2 separate regions of the Mustela erminea genome follow, and region 1 is linked to region 2. A link is a contact called in public Hi-C data. All regions are on one chromosome and are shown on one strand. Each heading gives the region's core, a stretch centred on a gene start, on an enhancer-like site or on the middle of the called end of the contact. The rest is flanking DNA. Distances are from core to core; before and after follow the strand shown. Region 1 overlaps PDGFRB (platelet-derived growth factor receptor beta). Region 2 has its middle 21 kb from the start of SLC6A7.

The links. A called contact is a pair of places that touch in the nucleus more often than the background predicts.
Region 1: a Hi-C map of fibroblasts shows a contact between it and region 2, with 8 times the contacts expected there. The contact joins two enhancer-like sites. A contact is called at or near these places in 2 of 3 Hi-C or Micro-C datasets (fibroblasts and spleen).

The regions. Positions count from the first base shown.
Region 1 is chr3:122,781,667-122,786,048 of mMusErm1.Pri, reverse strand. It overlaps PDGFRB (platelet-derived growth factor receptor beta), which reads right to left. Exons shown (of 23, transcript XM_032337337.1): 2 at 1,041-1,086. Among named protein-coding and RNA genes, the nearest start is that of PDGFRB, 15 kb to the right of the region's middle. Within about 2 kb of position 2,243, the one cell type or tissue checked has open chromatin away from gene starts, as enhancers often do. A contact at or near this core is called in fibroblasts, where this site is marked.
Region 2 is chr3:122,713,458-122,717,764 of mMusErm1.Pri, reverse strand. No RefSeq gene overlaps it. Among named protein-coding and RNA genes, the nearest start is that of SLC6A7, 21 kb to the left of the region's middle. Within about 2 kb of position 1,479, the one cell type or tissue checked has open chromatin away from gene starts, as enhancers often do. A contact at or near this core is called in fibroblasts, where this site is marked.

The DNA.
Region 1 (4,382 bases), core at 994-3,493, 68 kb before region 2:
GCGTCATATGTCAGCACAGGAACATCAGCCCTTTTCCTCTCGGCTGACCCTGGAGGAAGCCATGTCTGCACAGTCCTTGAAGACCATGCCGCCCTAATCTGACACAGACTGGAAGCCATGGCTTTGAAGCCAGCTTGCCCAGGACTTCTAATCTTAGTGCCTCTAGTTCCCAGACCTTAGAGTCTCCAGCTATGCTGTGTTCAGGCTGCGGGCATGTTCACCCAAAGGCATCAGGAAATCCGTGGGAAGCAATTCCCAGGCCTCCAGTTCCTGCATTACTTCCCAGGTCACTTTCCAAGTCCCTTCCCTGCAGCTGGCCCAGTTGTCCAGGTTCCACCCAACCCCAGAGGTGGTCTTGATTAGGGAGAGTGGGGCAAGGTAGCTCAGAGTAGGGCACACAGGACAGGAGAGACTCAGGGGCCCCCCTTCTGGGGCCTGGAGGGAACTGGGGTTGGATGCCGGTGTCAAGTGATTGGTTCCTCCTCTCCCTGCTAATGTCCCCTGGGCAGGATTCTGTAAGCCACGTCCCCCAGACCTGCAGGTGCTCAGCTAGCCAGCCAGGCACCTGTCCTTGGTAGGCTGTCGGCTGGTCCCTGGTGGCCGGTGACCGTTCACTGCCTGGTTGGCCACCCAGCCCCCCGGAGCACCGACAGCATAGAACAGGCAGTACTGAGGGAAGGGTGTGCTCACAGAAGCCCAGCCAGGACTTGGGCGCTCATAGCCAGTGAGGGATCGAGGCATGGGAGGGGAGCCCCAGACCGGAAGCAGACCAGCCAGGCTGGTACCCCAGAGTACTGAGAAGAGATGGGACACGGGGGTGACTGAGCTGAGTGAACAGTAGAAGGAGGCCTCCACTGAGCACCGCAGGAAAGGCAGGAAATCGAGGCTCACAAGCACAGCAGTGTCCCTGGGCTCCCAGGCCCCAGTGCTAGTTTAACAGCCTTGGCCAGCTCTAGGGTTCTGCTCAGTGCCTCCTGGGGGTCCCCTACCCCTTTGACAACAGGAGCTGGCATGACACTTGGAAGCCACAGTGTACCTACCTTTGAGGACAGGAGCTGGCCTGGTGCTCGGAAGCTGCATGGTGTCCTGCAGAGTTAAATATAGGGGTAAGGGCTGAGTGGGCACAGTCATTGCAAAATTGGACTTAGCACCTGGGTCCTGCAGAGGAAACCCCAGCGCAGACCACCAAGCCTCCATGTCTATGAGGCTGAAGTCGAAAGCCACCCATGTCCCATGATCAAGAGGATACTCGCCCGAGTTCCCACTCCCTGCATGGGGCTGGGCCTCAGGGCGAATGGACCAAACTTCGCCTCTGCCTCTACCTCTCCAGTAGCCTTGGCTGAACCCAGGCCTCTCTGGGCCTTAGTTTCTCTTTATGTGCAGTGGGAGTGGGGGACTCGGGCTGGATGGTGTCCAGGGGCCCGCCAGCTCTAACAGCCAGTCATCTGGGTGACAGTTCCAATACCAAGCTCTTATCTGCCAGGACAAATATTTGGGAAAGCGTGATGAAAGGCCTGGGGGAGCAGGAGGGGAAAGCCAGAACCCAGAGAACTCCCACAGGCTCCAAAAGCACAACAGGAAGTGGAGGCGGCTGTGGGAAGGGAAGCGGGGGAGTCAGGACTGCGGAATGTGGGGGGGGGGCACCCCCATGCCTGGGCCCCCTTTACTCAGCCCCAAGCTGCACAGGGAGGCCTAGGGGAGAGGGGCCAGGGGCTGAGCCCAGGGGCAGCCCCACTGCACGGGAAGTCTTCAGAGGTCCTTGGAGACTGCTGAATCCAAGCTCCCCCACCTTCACCCCCGAGGGTCCAGACAGGGAAACCAAGGCTCTGGATGGGAAAGAAGTTCACGCAGGATGACCCAGCAGAGCTTGTCCAGGAGGGAGACAAAGAGATCTGGAATGATGGAGGCAGAAAGAGACAGACACAGAGACCAAGAAGGAGGATGCACATGGTAAAGGAGGCAGCCAGAGACAGAAGAAGGACCACAGAGAGACAGATCGACTCAGGTGGGATTCTGCTCCATCCCTGCCCTTAGCAGCTCCATCTGCGGATTCCAGACAACCACCAATAGCCAAGCTGGCAAGGGTCTGCCTGCAGCATCGATAAGAAGGTGACCAGAAGGAGACAGGGGTCACAGAGCAAGAAACGTGGGAAGAGACCGCGTGACCAGGCACAGGGCGCCTCCCGGGCTGCGGGTCTGCTGACTTCCCTGAGTGGCTGCCGGGCCAGGCCTGGCTCTTCAGGCCACGCCCACATGGCTCTTTACTTCCCAGTCTAGGGCTGGGCTCCAGGTCTGAGCCCCATGGGGGCTGCCTCCTGTGCCATCGCTCTCGCTGTGTCCTCAGTTGCCAGCTCAAAATGGGATGATGGGGAGTGGGCCACTTATGGGGGCAGCATTTACCCCTACTGCCCAGCCCCCCAGGAAGCTCTCTGAGCAACTCTGCTTTGCCCTTCCTCCTCCTCCCCATCCCTTCGACCAGCCTGCCTGAGGGTCTCCTCATTCCTCCCCATTCCTCTCTCTTGACTCTTCCAGAGACAAAGCCCAGCCCTCCCACAGCACCCCCACTCCCGTCCCTCCTGCCCCAACCTCTCCAGCTGGATGCCAGTCTTCCACCAGCAAGAGGGATCAGTGCAGAGGCAGAGCCAGCAGCTCCCACAGAGGCCCATGTGCCCCTAGCTGGGTGCCCCTCTTGCTCCCCCCTTCCTGCCTGAGATCCCAGCCAAAGAAAATCATTAGCAGCCCAGGCTGGGGGAGGGGGTCATCTCAGCCTCCCTGCCGCTCCCCTCCCAGCCTCCCTGGCTGGCCACACTGTTTATTATTCTAAAGGAGGAATTTGGTCGGCTGGCCTGGAGATGGGAGGTCACTGCGACCAGGGCTGGCCTGGCTCTGGAAGGCTGGGCCTTGCAGGCTGGGCCCCCAACTCCCCTGACCCTGGCTCCTCTCCTGCTGGGCGTGGGGCCGGGGGCAGCTCAGAGTTTCTGAGACTCTGAGCCAGGAGGGGCCCTCTTGAACAGGCAGCGGCCCAGAGAGGGACAGAATTGTGGCCTAATCACACAGCAAAAAGGCAGAATCAGGCTAAGGAGAGGATAGTCTGGGCAGAAGTGCTCAGGGCCAGTGTAGATGCTCCAGGGATCTTGGACCGACTTCTCACTCTAGGAAATGAACATTTTGGCTCCAGTCACAAGGGATCTCAGACTCACCGTGAGACTCAGCAAGTCTCCTGCCTTCTCTGGGACTCAGTTTCCCCCCCCATGAATACAAGGAGAAGTTTGGAAGGGGCAACTCAAAGAGCTACCCTTGTCCTAAAACTGTGCTTTTCACTTGCTAGAGAGAAGGTTCTGGTCACTGTTATTCTTGCTGGGGTGGTTTAGGGAGGTGAGGCCGATGAGAAAGAGGGGGCTACGTTACCGAGGCTGGAGTCACGTCAATCCACAACCCATCTCATTCCACAGGTTGAGTTTCCCTGACCATTTGGTCACAGACACGCTGTGTGGACTTTGACAAATTGTTTCCCTCTCTGGGCCCCACTTTTCCCATATCTACAATTGGGAGTTAGCCGGCCTTTCAGGGGACTTTGAGACAAATAAACAGGTGATCTGGAAACCCAGGAGGTGGCAAAAGAAAAGGTAGTGTGGACAACAGAAGGACTGGGAAGAACAAGAGTACAGTTTGGGGGCCCCAGACTCAACCTCCCAGGCCCATCTTAGATGACTCCCTGATACCCCCAGTTATTTACCCAATGCCTTATGGACCTCTATGCTTCTCAGAGGCTGCTGTAGTGCCAGCCAACCCCACAGAGGCCCAAGCAGCTAATTCGGAGGTTGTAGGCTTGCCTGTGACAACTCCCCCTTCTTCAGGGGGAGAGCTGCTCTCCAGGGAGGAGTCACCTGGGACAAGATGGATGTCACAGTCAGGATGCAGGCACCCTCCTACCTGCCATACTCTCCTGCCTGGGGAGGCCCCTGAAGCAGAGAGAGGGCGGGGACTCTCAGGGATCCCCTCTTTGCCCATGAGGAGGGTGCTGAGGGCCAGGAAGACCTCATGATTCCTCTTACTGGTGGGGGCAGAGGTCCAAAGATGGAGTCATTGTCCCGCTCCTCCCAGTGAATTAGAAGGACCCGTTTGGGGGAGCAGAATGTGGACCCCAAATCTGGGGAGCAGGCATGCTTGGGGAACCACTCTGAGCCCAGACTTATGTCTTTCCAGCTCCTGTGATTCTTTCCCACCACCTTAATCTAAATAAATCCAGTCCTCTGGACCACATCCGCCAGCAGTAGCTTCCCTCCCTCGGGGTCCCGAGACTCCCACGACACAGGGAGGCCAGGGAGGAGGGCTCCCTGGCTGCCAGCGGTGGGGGAGGCTTGCACACGGCCGGCATGCTC
Region 2 (4,307 bases), core at 230-2,729:
GGGAGCAGATCAGAGGAACTCATGGCCGTATGGTGGACAGTCCACGGAACACCTCAGCCCTGTTTGGAATAGAACCCTAGCCTGGAATGCTAGAATGGCCTAGCAGGGGACAAGCCCAGTGCCTGCAGAACCAGGCTGAGGGGCCAGGTGAGCGAAGCTGTAGGTGTGAGCGGGAGAGCAGGTGGTGACTGGTCCCCAGAGAGGGTGGCCGTGATGAGTCAGTGGTGGGGACCTGGCGCACGAGAGAAGAAAGCCTGCCTCTCTTCTGGGGAGGCCGTCCCCTACAAGCATGGACCCAGGTTGCCAGATAGCCCAGCTTTTTAAGAGAAGTTGGAAGTTTGGATTTCTGTGAGAAATGTCTCATTTTTCTGGCTCTGCGGAGACTGGGGATTAGCAGGGCTGTGGCCCGTGGTGACAACGTATGGGAGCTGGGGCCAGGCCCGGGGTCCCCACCCCTAATCAGTGTTTTGCTCTCCTTCTCAGCTGATCTCTGTGTCCATGGCCCCCTGACCTGGGGAGACTCAGGGCGGGTGGAGGGGCAGCGAAGGGCTGGGAGGCAGCATCTGTGCCTGGCTCAGGTGTGGAGAGAGTGTCCTGGGGCCCTTCATTCCTCTTCTAGGAATGTTCTAGGACTCACGAGAGATGGTGTGCTCTTGGGGGTCCCTGGGAAGCGCTGAGATGGGGCACTGATCATCCGCAGTCCCTTCTAGCCTGTGATCCGTGAGAGCAAACATCTGGGAGGCCGAAGGTGGAAGGGGAGCAGGAGAGGGCAGGGGAGAGGGCCCCACACGATTAGGGTCAGCCGTATTCCCAAGGTCAAGTCAGGGTCAACAGCACCAGGGTCACACAGTCACCTGTGTTTGGTTCTCAGTAGGTCCTGCCCCCTGTGTTCCCTCCTACCACCCCAGCCAAGTTCACCTTTTGTGGTGCCCTGAGCAGGCCCAGGCTTCCTGTTCCAGTGTCTTCCCCATTCATCCATGGGACCCCAAGCCATCCTTTTAGGTCTGTCCTCCACATGCCCTCCATTCCCCATCAGGTATGGGCTCCTGGAGCGTTCAGGGAGCCTGGCTCAGCCCTACACCTGGGGAGTCGTGACAGCCCAGAGACAACCCCCTTCATTTCTGTGCAGTTGAGACACTTACAGTGCTCTCCCCAGTCCCCCAGCCTCTGGGACCATGGCAGGGCATCAAGGAGGGGGCTCAGACGACTCAGCGACACAGGCCTGGCTTCATTCCCAGCTCTGCCCCTCCCTGGCCGTGTGGCCCTGGGGACCCATAGTGCCTGCTCACAACTTTACCCAACACAGCAGCAACTGAAAGCAGTGTGCTGGTGGCTCTAGCGACAACCAGCAAAGAGTTAAGACAGCCCTGGCCCCTCTGAATTTCACGTGACCTTGTGTTGCTGAGCCTACGGTTTTGCGGTGGACACTCTTCTCCAGACTCATTTTTTGCCGGTGGCTCATGGAAAGTTTGGCTCCTTGAGCTCCAGGCCACTCCCTCTGGGGCCTGAGGCCTTGTTGACGCTGGTCCTGCCCTGGAAGGGCGTCCAGGGCTGCCTGCCCGCCTGTGGATCCTTGGCCAGCACTCCACCCGCCGTCCCCCTCCCCGCCCCCCTTCTGTCTCCGCCTGACTTCCTGCAGCCTGACCTTCTGCCCCGGGACAGGGTAGCAGTCCACCCCCTTTGGCCATACTGAGGCCTCCTCCCAGTGCCCCATCCAGGGTTGCTTTCTATTTGAGGGAAAGAAAGCCTCTGCCCCCGATGTCCATGGCATCTGCGAGCAGCCTCCCTTTGAGAACAAGAGCCAACAGGAGCCAAGGCAAGCTTGGACTCTGCTTGTCAGAGCAGAGCTGGATCTGCTGCTTCACCTCTGACCCCCAGCATCCTCAGATGGAAGATGTGGACAATAGCCTTCCCCCCTTCAGGGAATAAAGTGGGATAATACAGGTGTTCAGTGCATAGTTAAAAAAAAAAAAAAAATCAGGGTGTAGTACAAACCGTGGTAGGTAGAAGCCCTGTAATGGGATGGTTCTCACGAGCCTCCTGTCCCTTGTGCAGATCAAGAAACTGAGGCCCAGCTCCTGCCTCCAACCAGTAAAGGGGGAAGGAGGGCGGGGACGGGTGTGCTCAGAGCCAGGGTCAGGCAATGATGGCAGGCAGAGGGTGAGCTGCACCTTCCCGTTCCATGGCAGAGTGCCTTGGAGGCGGGGCCTTGGTGTCCCCATCTGTAAAATGGATGGGTTGGAGAGCCACAGAGGGGAACAGTGTCCATTCCTCAAAGCTGGGTTCTGGGATAGGCCACTCTTTCTGGATGGAGTTAATGATTAAGGGCTCTAATGGCTTCTGTGACGGACGGGGAGCTCCTGCCAAGGCCACAGGAGGTGTTGATGAAATGTAGTAGGGCAGCCCTAAAATCCTCCAGGCCCCAAGGCTGGCTTTGACCCTGACTCCACTGACCCAAGGTCAGGGTCTCACAGAGTTTTAGGAATTGGGGTGGCAGGAGGCAGGGGCAGGGGAGGGGCCAATGGTCAATATTGATCTAGCTGCGTCAGGGGAGTGGGTGGGGAAGCGGGAAGCCTGGGGTGGGGCTCGCTGATAACTGGTCTTCCAGCTCCCAGTGTGGCTGTGGGAACTGGGAATGGGGTGCTTGGTGCAGAATTCCCGAACTGACTGCTTACTGAACTACAGCTGCCTGGAGACCAGCCCAGTCTTCCTGCATCCTGTCCCCTGAGGGTAGGGTCTAAACATCTGTATTTTTAGCCTATTCCCTGGGGGATTCTGCAGCAGCCAGCACAGTTCCCGTATTTGGGGAACCACAGGTTCAACCCCCTTATTGTAACGTGAAGAATCTGAGGTCCTGAGAGGAAAAGGAACTCACTCAGTGTCACACCGGGAGAGAATGATGGTAATTCTCCTTTTTTCCTTGGGTGAAAGTAGTCAACTTCTAGATCATTCCATCTACCCCTGGCTGTGGCCCAAAGCCCAGGAAAGGATGGTAAGGCCAGGATGCCCAGAGGAAGGTGGCTTCTGAGACCTTGGTAGGTCCAGATGGAGGAGGGAGGGTAGGGCTTATCCCAGGAGGAAGGACAAGGAGCAGGGGCCATTCCCACAGGTCTGGTCCTGCCCTACCCTGCCCTGTACAAACACTCCCAGCACCTGCTGGGGGATGTTTCCTAAAGGATTTAGGGTCTGGGGAAGGCCATTTCCATTGCTGGGGACCTAGCTGTGCCCCAGAAAAGCACATCCACAACAAAGGAAATTTGGGACCCACTCTGACACTCTGGCCTCCCACAGCCTCCTCCCTAGCCTCATCTCTCCCCACCCCTACCTGATCCACTGTTCTGGGCTCTCAGACTTTGCCTTGCCTCCACCCCACCCCCCATTTCACCCTGTTGAGCATGGGCACAAGGCCTCCCCAGCACCTCCAGTCATTGCCATGCTTCTGCTCCTTCCTCTGGCTCTGATAGACCTCGCATCTCCAGGCCCAGCCCCCACCCCAGCCCACCGTGCACTCTGGGTCACCGCGTGGCTCATTCTCTGGGGTGGCCTCTCTGGGGACAAGAGACAGGTCCCACTCATCACTGAGTTTTACTTAGAGCCCAGCTGGCTGCAGCAGACCCCAGCAGGTGTTTGGAGGGGCTAAAATTCTGAAACCCATCCCCCTTCCTCACACCCTGGGCCATCCCAGCCAGGTTCCCTCCCTCTGCCCTACAACGTGGAATGAACAGAAGAGAAACGCAGTGGCCGGTGGATGGGCGAACTGAGGACTGTGCGAGCACACACCAAAGCGTAGGTGTGCGTAGTCGTTGGCGTGAAGGAAGAGTTAGCTCAAGGGAGTCAGTGGGTTTCGTAGTAAATGGGCAGTGGGGAGGTAGGGACTGCGGGCGGTCGCTGGAAGGAATGGAGGGTCAAAGAGAGGAGATTCCTAAGAACCCCAGTCACACTTTGCTGGCTGTTCAGAGACAGGAAGACAAGCTCTGGGACACTGGAGGCCCTGGAGGGACCCCTGGTTCCGTCCGGCAGGAAGCCTCTTTGCCTCTGAGTCTTAACTGTCTTCCTTTTCAGGGTAGGGCTGTTCTGACACAAGAGGTATTGTGAAAGTACTCCGTGAACACTAAGGGGTCATGCTCCTGTCAGGTTAACAGTAGCGTTTTGGGTGGAGTTGGTACTTTCTGAGAGTCAAAGGTACTTCTTGCCGTTCACTGGGAGCTGGAGCCTCAGGGCCCACGGCCTGCCTGTAACCTGTTCCTGCGCTGCCACCTGCTGGTCGGTATCTGCAATAGCAGCATGAACCCTTGGCCCGCCCTCAG